Regions from separate parts of the Arachis hypogaea genome. Here regions 1 and 3 are each linked to region 2. The links are chromatin contacts, called in public Hi-C maps. All regions are on one chromosome and are shown on one strand. Each heading gives the region's core, a stretch centred on a gene start, on an enhancer-like site or on the middle of the called end of the contact. The rest is flanking DNA. Distances are from core to core; before and after follow the strand shown. Region 1 holds the start of LOC140181432 (secreted RxLR effector protein 161-like). Region 2 overlaps LOC112772978 (amine oxidase [copper-containing] gamma 2). Region 3 overlaps LOC112770944.

Region 1 (4,928 bases), core at 2,103-4,602, 89 kb after region 2:
AAAAGACGATTACAAAGTAAGAAGGAAAGGAAAAAGTAAAAGAGTTGTTCGACGGGGGAAGCTAAGGCAAATGGAACGTTTTTCACAAATGGAAAAGGGAAAAGGAGGGATGAAGCTCTTTATAAGAAAAAATGGGCAAAAGGGACGTTTCACATCCCTCTTTAAAGTCACGCGCGGAATTCAAGGGAATGGCCGCGTAACGTTCGCCCCTCATTAAAGCGGCAACATTTCAAAATTTCAAAACACGTCGAGTATCCAACCTCTTGAAGGCAACGTGCGGGACGACGAAGACTGAAGCCACAAAATGCTAGAGCCCAACCTCCCGAAAGTTTGGACTCAAGCAGAGGCTCTGTTCATACCCTGACCCAAAATATAAAGCCAGGCATAATAAGGATAAAAAGGCCCAACCAAAAGGGATGACCTCTACCATTTACGCGACCTCTTTAAGAGGTCGAACACGACAAAAGGTGTCTAGTCCTACTTGACCAAACAAGTAACTGCCTCCCCGAATCTCTCCTACTATCTCTATCTTCACTAAAAGATAAATCCTAACAAACTTACAAGATAAAGGGAATGGTTTTCCATTAGTAAAGGTGGAACTACCCAAAAAAGTGGTCGACGACTCTACTATAAATACATTGACACTCCTTAGGTATATTCACGTTCTAATCTACTAAAAATCTGCCTAAAACCCTTGGTAACTTAAGCATTGGAGTTTCTTGCACATATCACCCCCACCTCCTCATGAGAAACTCGGACGGAGGCACTTCGGTACTCAAACAATTCGGACGCTACCTCAGAAGGAGTCTGGACCTCACGTCCATGCCCAAATCAATGTTTCAGATAACCCTCGAAATAATTTGTATGTGATATCACTAATAGAAAAAAAATAAAAAATTAACTATTATTAAATATGGTATCTTTATATTTATAAATACAAATATCTATATATGATATGTATTTAATAATAATTTGTTGATCATAAATATATCCTATTTTTAATATTTATTTTTTTTTTTGAAAAAATGATCACATCTATTTACAGGAGTAAATCCCATAGTAGTTCCTGAGATTCGCGTGAATACTCAATATAATCCTTAAGATCTCGATTCCCCATTGTAGTCCTCTAGATAGAGCTCCGAGTACTCATAATGGTCCCTGGACATATTTCTGGTGATGAGTCATCACCGGAACGCTGACGTGGCCATATTTTGCCACGCTGGAGGGCTCCAAAACGTCGTCGTTTTGGTTTGGCGCCCTTGAGTACAAATAACGACGCCGTTTAGATGTTATTTAGAAAACAGTTGTCTCCAATACAAACACTTCATCTTCGTCACTTCTTCTTCTACCCTCTCACTTCATCTGCATCTCTTCATCAATGGCGCTACCGTAAGATTCTATCTGCTGGGTTGAAAAATTTGAGAGAAGAAGTAATCCAACTGAAAACTCTTTTCGTTCTTCCCCTTCTCTACCAGAAGCACGAGGTTCCGACTTTGTCATCAGACTCAAAGTAACATTTTCTTTTTACCTTGGGTTTTCAATATAGTGTTAGTTCTTCATGATATGCAAGTTGTTAGTGTGGTTGAGGTTTTCTCATTTTTCCAAGATGGGGGATGTTGGGTATATGAGTATGAGAAGATGACAAAATCTTATATTTATGTAGTGGTTTCAAGGCACGATTAGATCGCTTTCTTTAGAGAGATATTTGTCCCCACACTTAGTTGCTATAGGGTTGATGACAATACTCTCCCAGGATACAATGAAACCTAAGAATTTCTTAATTAGCAATAGTAAGAAATTCTCAACTCTCTTGAACAAAGAAAATCTCTTAATGGTTGAGTAAATTGTACACTTAGTACTTTTTGAAATAGTGGACAAGGACTTATTTATACATATTGCACGTAGCAATTATGATTAGTTACGTATACAAATGGTTGTGTCTTTTCTATTGCCAATAGATACAATGTTTTGAACATATACAACTCTTAAAGAGTTGTGTCCCTTTAGCCAATAGACACAATATTTTGAACACACACAATCCTTAAAAGGTTGTGTTCTTTCAACCAAATGGTACTAAACGGTTAGTAACCGTTTATTAATATTAATAATATTAATAATAATATCAATAATATTAATAATATTAATTAATCAAATTTGTAAATACCCTTCAATCCCCCACTATTTACAAAATTTAAATGTCATACAAGTATATGCATAAAGAATGTGTCACTAAGATTAAACATTCTTTTAGTGTAAATTTTAAAGTTCTAACGAAGTAATAGGTGTCTAATCGATTAAACCTATACTCCATATGCTAGTACCAAAAATCACACACATTACTTATACCCTCCAAGTACAAGAGTTTACAATTTTAAGCACTTATATGGCCTTGTGCTCATCCTGGTTTCATGAATATTTACGAGAATAAAACCTCTAAAATTCTCGATTAGAGCGGCACCACTCTTATATTCATATAGGTGGAATCTTTTGATAGATAATATTATCATTCCATTAAGAGTTTAAACTCACCCTCCTAATTTATTGTAAATAGCACTAAATCCTATACCTTAGTACTCCAATTGCTAAATAACTTGTTATTACCCATTAAACCTTGAAACTAGTGGTCTACTAGAATAAGGTCGGGTTCCCATCATTTAGCAATAATAGGTTTTAATCCCATTTTAGCAGTAGTTTCTTTGATTTTATCCCTTGACAAACCTTTAGTCAAAGGGTCTGCTAAATTTCCTTGAGATCTTATATAAGTAATGGTAATTACACCATCATCTATTAGTTGCCTCACAAACTCATGTCTCAAACTTATATGTCTAGACTTTCTATTATAAACCTTGTTATATGCTCGAGACATGGTTGATTCACTATCACAGAAGATTGAAATGGCTGTCGTCTAATGTGGCCACAGCTTTATATCATATAACAGATTTCTTAACCATTCCGCTTCTTTACCTGCGACTGATAAAGCTACAAACTCAGCCTCTATAGTAGAATGTGTAATACATGTTTGTTTCTTTGAAGCCCAACTTATTGCTCCACCACCTATGGTGAAAATCCATCCTGAAGTGGATTTGTTATCACTAAGATTTGTAATCCAACTTGCGTCGGAATAACCTTCTAAAACTGCGGGATAATCACTATAATGTAATCCCAAGTTTATGGTTTTCTTGAGATAACCAAGAACTCTTGTTATAGCTTTCCAATGTTGATTGCTAGGCTTTCCTGTAAACCTTGATAATTTGTACACAGCAAATGCTATATCAGGTCTAGAACAATGCATTGCATACATTAAGCTTCCTATAGCGCTAGCATATTCTAATTGTGCTATAGGTCTTCCCATGTTTCCTTCTAATTTAAGATTAGGATCATACGGCGTATTGGATTCTTTAATTGTGAGATGATCAAACTTTTCCAATACCTTTTTGATATAATGAGATTGACTTAAAGTAAAGTCAACTTCATTCTTATGCACCTTTATGCCTAATATTGTATCAACTTTATTCAAATCCTTCATCTTGAATTTAGAAGTTAGATACTCCTTCGTTATATGAATTCCTTCTAAATTTGTTTCGATGATTAACATATCATCAACATATAAACAATGATTACTCCATAATCTTTTAGTAAATTTTGAGTAAATACATTTATCCGCACTATTATATGAGAAGCCATTTGATAACACCACTGAATCAAACTTCTCATGCCATTGTTTAGGCGCTTGTTTTAGCCCATACAAAGACTTAATTAATTTGAAAACTTTCTTTTCATTTTCGGGTAGCACATAGCTTTCCGGTTGCTCCATATATATTTCTTGTGAAATATTAGTATCATTTTGGGGATATTCTAAATTAGAAGTTGAATAATTGATAAATTTATTTTCAATAAATTCTACCTTTTTTGATTCAACAACTACATTAGACACTAAGTCTAATATTTATATGCTTTAGAATTTTGAGCATATCCTATAAAAGTTCCTTTTATGCCTCTTGGCCCCAATTTGGTTCTCTTTTGATAAGGAACTCGATAAAAGGCTAAACACCCCCACACTTTAAGATAATTTAAATTAGGTTTCATTCCTTTCTAAATTTCATAAGGAGAAACCTTTCTATGTCTTGATGGTATCCTATTAATGTCAATAATGCTTCACCCCACAAATTGTAAGGCAATTTTGTATTTAGTAACATTGAATTAACCATATCCACTAAGGTACTATTTTTTCTTTCCGCCAAACCATTTTGTTGCAGAGTATATAGAGCGGAAGATTGATGCACAATACTATGTAATTCACAAAAGTTATCAAATTTATTAAAAATTTATTCTTCACCTTGTAGTGATTCAGGGATCACCACTCGCAGATCACGAAGTCTACTTACAAGGATTTGTAATTCATGAATTTGATCCATAATATTATTCATAATAAATTCAAAATATTTATCATAATAAACTTATCTGTTCCTTGTCGTTTAGTATTGTACTTTTCTTCCAAAGATTTCTAAATCTCCAATGGTGATTGAATTAACATATGACCTCGATATGCAATAGTATCTTTATCACGTTTCTTCTTCAATTGAAAAATCTTTTCTTCCTCTTCTAGTGTGGAATTTCCAGCAGCATTGACAATTGGTGTAGTCTTTGAGTTAATCACATGTGCAAGATTGAGAAATAAAAGAAGAAACATTATTTTGTCCTTCCAACTATTGAAGTTTGTTCCTTTAAAGCGATCTAATTTGACAAACTCTTGATTCATGACCTTGAACGTAGTGTTTTGATCTTGTGCCATCTTCAAATAATATCTCTCTAAAATTGTTGGGTATATGAGTATGAGAAGATGACAAAATCTTATATTTATGTAGTGGTTTCAAGGCACGATTAGATCGCTTTCTTTAGAGAGATATTTGTCCCCACACTTAGTTGCT
Region 2 (4,654 bases), core at 481-2,980:
CTAGTAACCAAATGGTTATTCTGAATATTATGGGTGATGTTCATTTTGTAACTCATATAACCGATTGTATATATTGTACAAATAAACCATTGCCTCCTAGCAGGACTCTAATTTCACTATGTCTATACCTTTTATAATAATACTTATTTGATAATTGATATTATTAGTATTTTCTTAATTAAATATGTATTTTTTATTTTGTTAAATAAAAAATATTTTTTTGTGCTGTCCAATAAAAAATAATTTAAATACACAATTAATTAATAAAAATTATATTTTTATACAAGTATCGTGAGTGTTTAGTATATGAACAATGTTTTCAATCAAAATTATGAATAAACTAGTTTTTAATATCAAGTTACCAACTCAACCACTTAACACACGGGACAAAGAGTAACAAAGTCACAATCACAAAGCAGATTTTTTACAACGATATAGAAGAGTTTTACGAGTTTCACAAAAATATTTGTTAAAATTTAAATAAAAACGGTAAAGTATTTTTTTTAAGATAAGAAGGATATTTGAAAAAATAACATTTAAATTTTCAGAATAAAATTTAGTAAAATTTTAAAATATTGAATAGCATTTTAACAGAACACTAAAAATAATTAAAAAAATAAAATATTTTTTATGCATTATAAGTTTTCTTTTTACTTTAGTACAAGTGTGACCAAATAAGGAAAACTAAAAACAAGTAATTAATTAAATAAAAGAATTAGATATTCAAAGATTTAATAATTCAATTAAAATTCATTTGAATTGAATCAGATTTAATAAAATAATATTTTATGTATAAAATATATATTTAAAAATATTTTTTATTATTTTAAATTGATTAACTATTAAAAATTGAATAGATTCGACTTATTTATTAATTTTTGTCCAATTATTTAATTTTCAACCAATTCAGTTGTCGGAACAATGCTTATAACAAACATTTAATTTGTTAAGAAAAGTCTCAATTAAAATATGGATTAAGTGCAAGTGGAGGAGGGGACCATATACCACTACTTGTCCATTTCTAATTCAATTATCTGTCTACGGATTCTTGGGGAATCCGAGTGGCTTATCAACTTGCTTGTCCTCTAAAACAGATTAGAATAGTAAACTGAAATTGAATTTCGATCACTAACCTTTGCTCTTATTAGTCCGTCCGTTTGAAATTCCCAGTCAATAATATAGTCATAGTTTGCCACGGCTGCTGCCATTCGAACCACCAGGTTCACTTTCGGCCTCACCTCTGTAACCTAACATTTTTATTTGTATTTTTTCAGGGAAAAATTAACAGCGTAAAAATGTGTAAACATCAAATTAGTAATGCAAACAAAACAACATTGATCAGGAAATATTGCTTTATAAAAATATTACAAACATAAGTAAAAATCAATTATCAAATTAATTATCATATATTTAAATATAAATATATAAATAATTTAATTCATATTTAATATTTATTTTGAATTTGGAAGTATATTCTATATTAATAGCCGAGTACCTTTAAGTCAGTAATGGGGCACTCAGAATGGCGCCAGGCAATATCGCCAGCGTAGGACTCAAAGACGCAGATCATGTTGGGTTGAAGGTAGGGAGTTCCATCAGCGGCAGCAAAGACGCCATCCATGTAGTATGCATTTCTTGGGCAGTCGTTGAGTGGGTCCAGAGGCATTGCCTGCAGCCCAAACCCGTACTCTCCTGCGTCCATGTATGTCTTGAAGTACCACGCCTCTGTGGGGTCCATGTATGGCACGAATAACTCTGATGTGAACCCTTTGTACATCACGCTCCTTAACTCTGATGTTTCTGGATCCCTCACCTTTCATTCATCAACAAACATATAACTAAAATATCTTCACCAATGCACACAGAAATGAAATACTCAGCTATATTCATTCATGTCTACTATACACCGTGAGTCTTTGGTGCCTATATTTACCGTGATTATAATGGCTAAATAACATTACAACTAAGTATCTTTAAAAATTATTTATCATTTAATTTAAAAAAAAAATTTAAAATAAATAATTTTTTATAAAAATAAATAATTAAATTAATTAAATAATATTATTTAAATCAAAAAGTTAATTAAAGACTAAAAATTTAAAGAACAAATATCATTTTTCATAATTTTAACACTTAAAAAATATTATTAAATTAAAGTTAAATTTTTGCTATTTTAATAATATTTTTTATTTTTATCTTTAAATTAAAAAATATTATTAAATACTAAAAAAAAAGACGTTAACCACAAACAACAATAAAAAGTGTTGTTAAACTTAAATAGCTAAGGTATACTATGGTTATAGAATCTATGGAACTTTAGTAACACTTAAAAAATTATTGTTAAAATTAAAATAATATTTTTTAATTTAAAATAAAATTAAATAATATCAATAAACAATTATATTAAATATATATTAAAATTAATTATTAAAATATAAAATATATAATAAAAATAAATTAAATAATATATATTCATATACAAATATATAATAATTAATTTTAGTGAATATCTAATATTTTTTGTTAGCAAAATATAAAAGAGTATAACTTTAATTTTATATAAACTTATATGATTGCCATAGTAACCAGGCAGGCACCATATATATCTATAGAGAGTAAAGACTAGTCCATGCTCACCTTGACCTGCGAGATTATGATTCCAGATCTGGCATCTGCCTTAAGATGAAATTCCCAGTTTGCCCATTTAACTAAGTGGCCGTCTTCCACTGTGAAGCTTGGTCCTTTGGGCTGCTCCAGTGAGATCGGATTGAAGAGACGGAAGTCACCGTTAAGCTTCTGAACGGAATAACGGTAATCAGTGTTGATTCCGTTAGCAATAGGGATGTCTCTGCCGTTGTCCGAAATGCTCACAACTTCTTTCTTATCCATGTCAACCAGCACAGTAAGCCCCTCAATCGGTTTCATGTAGAAGTTCACAGTGTCCTTCTTCGAATAACACTGCACTTTAATCAGCCTTCTGTTCTCCTCTACGGGCAAGTCATACCAACCCGAAGAGATAGGGAGACATGCAAGATCCCCCATGTTTACACCACGTTGGGAGATGGTGCGGTTGAACTCGATGCTCTTCAACGGAACATCGAGTACCCCCACCATCTCCTCCATGGCCATTGTTGGGTACCCTGAAACTACAGAGCTTTTTTCGTGAAAGGATACTTCATCAGTGTTGAGATCTACGGTTAGAACATGAGATTTTCCTTTCACCATTGCAGTGACCGAGGCCTTCCTCGCCGGAAGTGGATCTCCTCGCTTCCATTTGATCACGAGCTCTTTGTCTGGCTCTTCGAGGGAAACGGTGTTGAGAGTGTATTTGGATACCGACTCAAAGAGAGGGTGTGCGGCGAGAATGGCGTGGACCTTGTTGAATTCTTGGACGGTTAGTGGGTCTAGGGGATGGTGAGGAACATCAGAGTCGTGTTGTTGGTGTTGTGTGGTTGATGATGATTGTTGTGGTTTTTTTATTAAATTGTTGGGTTTTGTGGAAGATTGGATGCGATTCTTGGAAGAGCACCATGCAGAGGAGAGGGTGCAGTCTAGGAACACCTTGTTGGGGGATGATGGAAGATGAACCCAGGTGACTACTAAAACGAGTGTTACACAGATTGAGAGAACAAGGAACTGCAACGATTTTCTGGATTCCATGGATATGGTGTATGTGAATCAGTGAATATGCGATAGGTTTAGTTTCTGCTTATCTGTTTCAACCTGCAGTGAGTGAGTGATAAATAGTTAAGAATCCCACGAGGGGGACGCAACTAAGAATCTTGACCATGAATTGGTTATTTAATCTAATAAAAAAAATAAAAATTACTTCATAGATTACTTAAATTTAAACACTCTCATTCAGTTATTTTATTTAGATCAAATTTTAAATTTTTAAAAAATTCAATTAATTATTAAAAAATTAATATTCTATTTTTTTGGCACAAAAATTAATTAGACTCATAAAAATAAAAATTAAGAACCGAAAAAAATATTTTTTTGTTAAAAATACTACAATTGTCAAAAGTGAATCACTCTTTGTTTATTTAACAAATTCAATTAGAAGACGAAGTGATATTTATTTCACAAAATACTATATCTAAACTGATTTGAATTTCGCATTGGTCTAATGACTCAGAGCTTCACGTGAAGTTTCTCTTGGATCCAGTTGAATTTTAAAATTTTTCTTTTAAATAATATCACTAGATGTACTTTTCGTCTTATAATACGGATTTATATTTGATTTCACTTAAAAAAATTTAAAAATACCTGATTTCACTTTAAAAAATTTTTAAAAATCTGCCCAAGTGACTATTGACTTTTAGACATGGGGACAAGAAATATGTCAATATTAATTAATCCTACCAAAGAAGTACTTATCTTTCTATCTACAAAATCTTATATAAGATAAAGTTCTTGGTCCTGAATCACTTGGAATATGTATTTTATGTTTGGGTCATTAATTAAAGTAATCTAGTTTAACATATATTATTATATTGTGTTAGGAATTAGTTTTATATCGTCTGAATCATTAAGGGTTTTTCTCTTTTATTTGTATAAATATATGTATATACTCCTTTTATTGATAAAATTAAAGTTGATTTGAATATGAAATAAGTTCTCTACTTATTTTTTTAAAACTTTTTGAGAGTAA
Region 3 (4,994 bases), core at 1,295-3,794, 100 kb before region 2:
CTGTTGATGTCTACACCGCTCTGGTAGGTGCTTACGGTCTAAGTGGTTCCTTTCATCAGGCATTTCGTACTGTTGAAGATATGAAATCAGTTGTTGACTGTGAACCGGATATATATACATATTCTATTCTTATCAGCAGCTGCACAAAATTTCAACGTTTTGATTTAATTGGTCATGTTCTTTCGGAGATGTCTTATGTAGGCATTGAATGTAACAATGTGACATATAATACCATAATTGATGGGTATGGTAAGGCTGGCATGTTTGAACACATGGAAAACTCACTGGCGGATATGGTTGAAAGTGGCAATTGCCAACCAGATGTTTTCACACTGAACTCTATTATAGGAGCGTACGGAGAAGGTAGGAAAATTGACAAGATGGAGAAATGGTATGATGAATTTCAGCTAATGGGCGTTAAAGCAGACTTAAAGACATTCAATATGATGATAAAGTCCTATGGGAAAGCAGGCATGTATGAGAAGATGCAGTCTGTTATGGATTTTATGAAACGGAGATTTTTCTCTCCTACAATTGTAACATATAATACGGTTATTGATGTGTTTGGAAAAGCTGGAGAAATCGAGAAGATGGATAAACACTTCAATAGGATGAAGCATCTAGGTGTGAAGCCTAACACTGTAACTTATTGCTCTCTTGTCAATGCATATAGCAAAGCTGGGCTTATTGACAAAGTTGACTCAATCATGAGGCATGTAGAAAATTCTGATGTAGTATTGGATACTCCCTTCTTTAATAGTGTTATTAGTGCTTATGGCCAAGCTGGCGACTTGGAAAAGATGGGTGAATTTTTCCGGGCAATGAAGGAAAGAAATTGTGAACCTGATAGCATCACTTTTGCTTGCTTAATGCAGGCTTACAATGCTCACGGCATGACTGAGGCCGCCAAAAAGTTGGAAAACTTGATGGTTACTGACAAACATAGCTTCGGTATGTTTTACTAGTTTATTTATGTAATTTTGATGTTTGGTCCTATTCCTTTTGCAAGGTTGGGTGACAATTTTAGGATTGAGTAGAATATTGATTTTTGAATGAAGGTTTTACTTTTGTTGACCTTGTTCCCATTGAATGAATTGTGTCTAACACTCCCAATATAGATATTTTTCAGGGTTAATAGTCAAATTAGTCCTTGAAAGATAAGACATTCTTCAAATTCATCCCTGAAAATTTTTTTCAATCAAATTGGTCATTCAAAGATTGCGAATTAATCATATTTGTCTTCCCGTCACTCCATTAACAATTTTCTTCCAAGATTGATGTTATAAAACGTTAATTGATAACATATATAATACCTGATATGTCTAATTGGATATAGACCAAATGTTTATGAAAATTTATTAATTTAGTCATTTTCCCTAATTACAAGAATCCTATTCCTAATATGACCTAGCGATTAAATTGATAGATTTTCTTAAACATATTTAGTCAACGTCTAATTGAACATGTTATGTGTCATGTATGCTATCAGTTAACATTTCACATCATCAATTGTTGACGAAAATTGTGAGTGGAGTAACTGAAGGACGGATATGATTAATTCGTAATCTTTGAAGGACCAATTTGATTGAAAAAATCTTTTAGGGACGAATTTGAAGAATGTCTTATCTTTCAGGGATTAATTTGACTATTAACCCATATTTTTCATGCTGATCGAACTTTATTGTTGCACTTCAGTTGGTGATGTTTTATTCTCCATATGCCCTTTTTTTTAAAGGGAGAAACTGATTTACCTGTCACTTTGAAAGCTATTTACTAATTTTCATGTTCAAGATTATATAACATCCTATTTTTAGGTAGCAATTATATCAGAAATTGAATAATAAAATTGACTATAAAATTGTTGATTCATTTGATTACTTCTGTAGATAATACTCTGTTATTATGGCATTCGCATGCAGTATTTAATGATGGTCATTCAAATTTTGATTTTCATGTAGGTCTTAAACATGTAATTGAAATTGTACTGCATGCCCCTTGAAGCATTCTTATTGAAATTTTCGGGTCTGCTTCTGCTACATATTCTTTTCATGTCAGTGCTTATTTACCTTCTGAGGTGTATCAGGATTTCCCTCTTAATTTTCAGTTTGACACTTGGCTGATTTTTTTAAACCATTACAATCACCCAGCTTATCCTTAAATTCTAATTTTATAAATTTTTTTGGGTAGAGTTACAGCTAAAAAGGAAAGGAAAAAGAGCAAAAAACAAGAAACACGGAACAGGGTCAGCACGCCATGGTGGAGGCTTCCCTGTTCAAGATCTCACATAGCTCCAACGGCAGATCCAGCCACTCCTCAGCCCCAGCAAGGTTGTAAGCACCCATCTTGGCTAAAGCGTCTGCCACAGAATTCGATTCTCTTGGGATAATGCTGAACTGAACTTCCCAACTCAGCTGAAGCAAATCTCTAATTTGCACGAGCAGATCAGCATCCTCTGCCAAAGACGCTTCATGAAGGTGGGACGTCACCACGAGAAACGCATCCAAGCAGTCAGTCTCACACACTAGCTGACGGCAGCCACACTCCCTTGCAAGAGAAAGACCCCTCCAAATTGCAAAGAATTCGGTCCTCTGAACAGACCCAGCTGGGTTGCAGCCGGCAGCTTCCTTCACCCACCTGCCGGTGGCATCACGAAGAGCACAATCAAAACCAATGCCAGTCTTATCCGAAGGCACACTTCTGTCACAATTAATTTATGTATTTTATTTCTAATTCATGCCATTTATAGACCCAGAAACCTATAAATGTTAGTTTGAAAACTAATCTCAAACCAACCAGGGGGGAAAAAACATTTTCAAGGCTTACAGGCTTAGATTTTTGGATTGTGGTGAAACGCATGGTAGGTGGGAATGGGTGACCTGAATTATAAAAAGAAAAATAATTGAGGGAAAAATGGGCATAGTGTAAGAAAAATGTCAGGTGTACGTTCTCCAGCCATGTCCCAACCAAGCGACCCTAAAACCATTTTTAGATGCCTACATCGCACACTCCCACACTGTCATTGTTTTTTTAGCGATTAACCCCTTCATTATCGTGGTTCATGTCTCTCTCAGATTACTGATTCACCAAAATTTTGTCATTCTCGTCTCTTTCAATCATTGCCCGCTATCTCTTTCACAGTCGCCATTTTCGTCTGGCAATGATTGCATTCATTCTCGTCCTAATTTCCTTATTGCTGTATTCACATCTCAATTCATGTTCGTTTTGCTTTATTTCAATTGGATTCTCGGTTGAATCAAGCTGTTTGGTTCTATTCAATTGATGAAACGAATCTAAGATCAAATAATTCAAATGAACATCAAATTGTTCAAACTTCTTATATGGCTGGGAAATGTGAAGTGTATTATCCTTTTTGTTCTTATTCTTATCTGATTTAATTTGTCAACAACTATTGTTTATTTATGCTTTGGTAAATTCTATAATATTGTGCAAGGGTTATGTTCTAGAAGAGATGCTGTATGTTCCAGAAGAGATGCTGGGACTTATAAAAAAATTACTTTGATGAAAATTATTTGAAGTGTAACAATTACTTAGACTTACACGTGTCATTTTAAGCAAAGTAACAGCGTTTATATATTTCTATAAAAACTTAGTTTTATCGTTATACCCAATAAATTACAGTAACTAGATTTATATCCCGCTTAATACAAGCTAATGGTATAAAATTTTTGTACACAGTTTTTTAGATAATTAAAATCATAATGGAATTTTGGATTTTATATATTATATAATAATAAATTTTATAGTATAATCAATAATAATGATAATAATAATAATATAATAAAAATTAATTTTGACAGTTTACTATATATATTAAATATTTACTTAAGGAGAATTTTTTGATAAAATATAAAGAAGAGAATAAATTTTTATCCTATTTGATTTTGATAAATAAGTTAGATTTGAACAAAAAGATTAACAAATAAATACAAAAGTAATATATAAGTTAAAAAAAGTTTGACTTATAAAAATTATACTTCACTAAAAATTAGGGGTGAGCATGGGTAGCGGGTATTCAATTATCTATCCGAACTCAAATCGAACCAATTAAATTGGTTTTGGAACCAACGGGTAATCGGGTCCTACCCGAACCAAACCAGTGACTCTTTCTAGTAAATGGTTCGGGTAACGATTTTGGAGGTGCGGAACCCGAACCAACCCGTGGACTCGATTATATATTAATTAAATAAAAAAATAAAAAATTTAATATATATATATATATATATATATATATATATGCCTTTTAATGATTTTGAGAAGTGCAGTCACTCCCATTGTATTTAATATGTTTATATTTTAATATATTTGGTGTTTAACATATTTGGATTATTTCTATTGATTTGACATGTTTATTGTACTTGAAAATTTTTAAGATAATTTTTTATTTTATAAATTTCTGTTTTATTGAGTACCCAATTATCCGAACCGAACCAATCCGTTCTTAATCGGTTTGGTTTGGTTCGGGTCCATATACAAAAAAACGTAAATTCAAACCAAACCGAACCAATTATAATTCAATTAGTTCGGTTTTAGTTTCACCATAAACCCGAACCAACCTAACCCGTACACTCCTCTACTAAAAACATTTTTTATGCTTGAATAATATTTTACAATCATATATATAAGCTAAAGAAAATAAAATTATAAAGTATTAAAATAAATTCAAATACTTCTAGCAGACTTCGTCCAGTCAAGCACTCGTGGTGTGGCTCCAGCTTACAGAGTAAATCCAGCGGAAGCTCCTTCTTTCCTAATTCTCTTTGTTGTTTCACATGTTCTCACTCTTTTACAAACTAACCTCTGGAGTGCCTGAAGTACGAGAAGTCCCTTCCAACGACAGTTATACTATAATTGAATATCAATTGACTTTATAACTTATAATTTCATGTTTAAAATTTGAAAATCTATAAAAGTATAATATATAGGTTATTTTATGTATAACATAAAGGCAAAGTCTTCGGTATAGACACCAAGAT

Evidence for each region. Hi-C and Micro-C count contacts between places; a contact is called where the count stands out from the background.
Region 1: a contact with region 2 is called in a Hi-C map of an unstated tissue, with 4 times the contacts expected there. The contact joins the promoter of LOC140181432 here to the enhancer-like site in region 2.
Region 3: a Hi-C map of leaf shows a contact between it and region 2, with 1.8 times the contacts expected there. The contact joins two enhancer-like sites. A contact is called at or near these places in 4 of 8 Hi-C or Micro-C datasets (leaf and an unstated tissue).

Annotation. Positions count from the first base shown.
Region 1 is chr18:115,767,360-115,772,287 of arahy.Tifrunner.gnm2.J5K5, reverse strand. It overlaps LOC140181432 (secreted RxLR effector protein 161-like), which reads right to left and starts at 3,352. Exons shown (of 1, transcript XM_072224997.1): 1 at 2,906-3,352. The coding sequence starts at 3,352. The coding sequence ends at 2,906.
Region 2 is chr18:115,855,142-115,859,795 of arahy.Tifrunner.gnm2.J5K5, reverse strand. It overlaps LOC112772978 (amine oxidase [copper-containing] gamma 2), which reads right to left. Exons shown (of 6, transcript XM_025818012.2): 2 at 2,638-3,723; 3 at 1,496-1,813; 4 at 1,134-1,247. The coding sequence starts at 3,660. Among protein-coding and RNA genes, the nearest start is that of LOC112772978, 5.3 kb to the right of the region's middle. Within about 2 kb of position 1,730, at least 2 of the 3 cell types and tissues checked have open chromatin away from gene starts, as enhancers often do.
Region 3 is chr18:115,959,406-115,964,399 of arahy.Tifrunner.gnm2.J5K5, reverse strand. It overlaps LOC112770944, which reads left to right. Exons shown (of 7, transcript XR_011875816.1): 5 at 1-951; 6 at 1,959-2,074; 7 at 2,188-3,377. Among protein-coding and RNA genes, the nearest start is that of LOC112773009, 5.4 kb to the right of the region's middle. Within about 2 kb of position 2,544, at least 1 of the 3 cell types and tissues checked has open chromatin away from gene starts, as enhancers often do.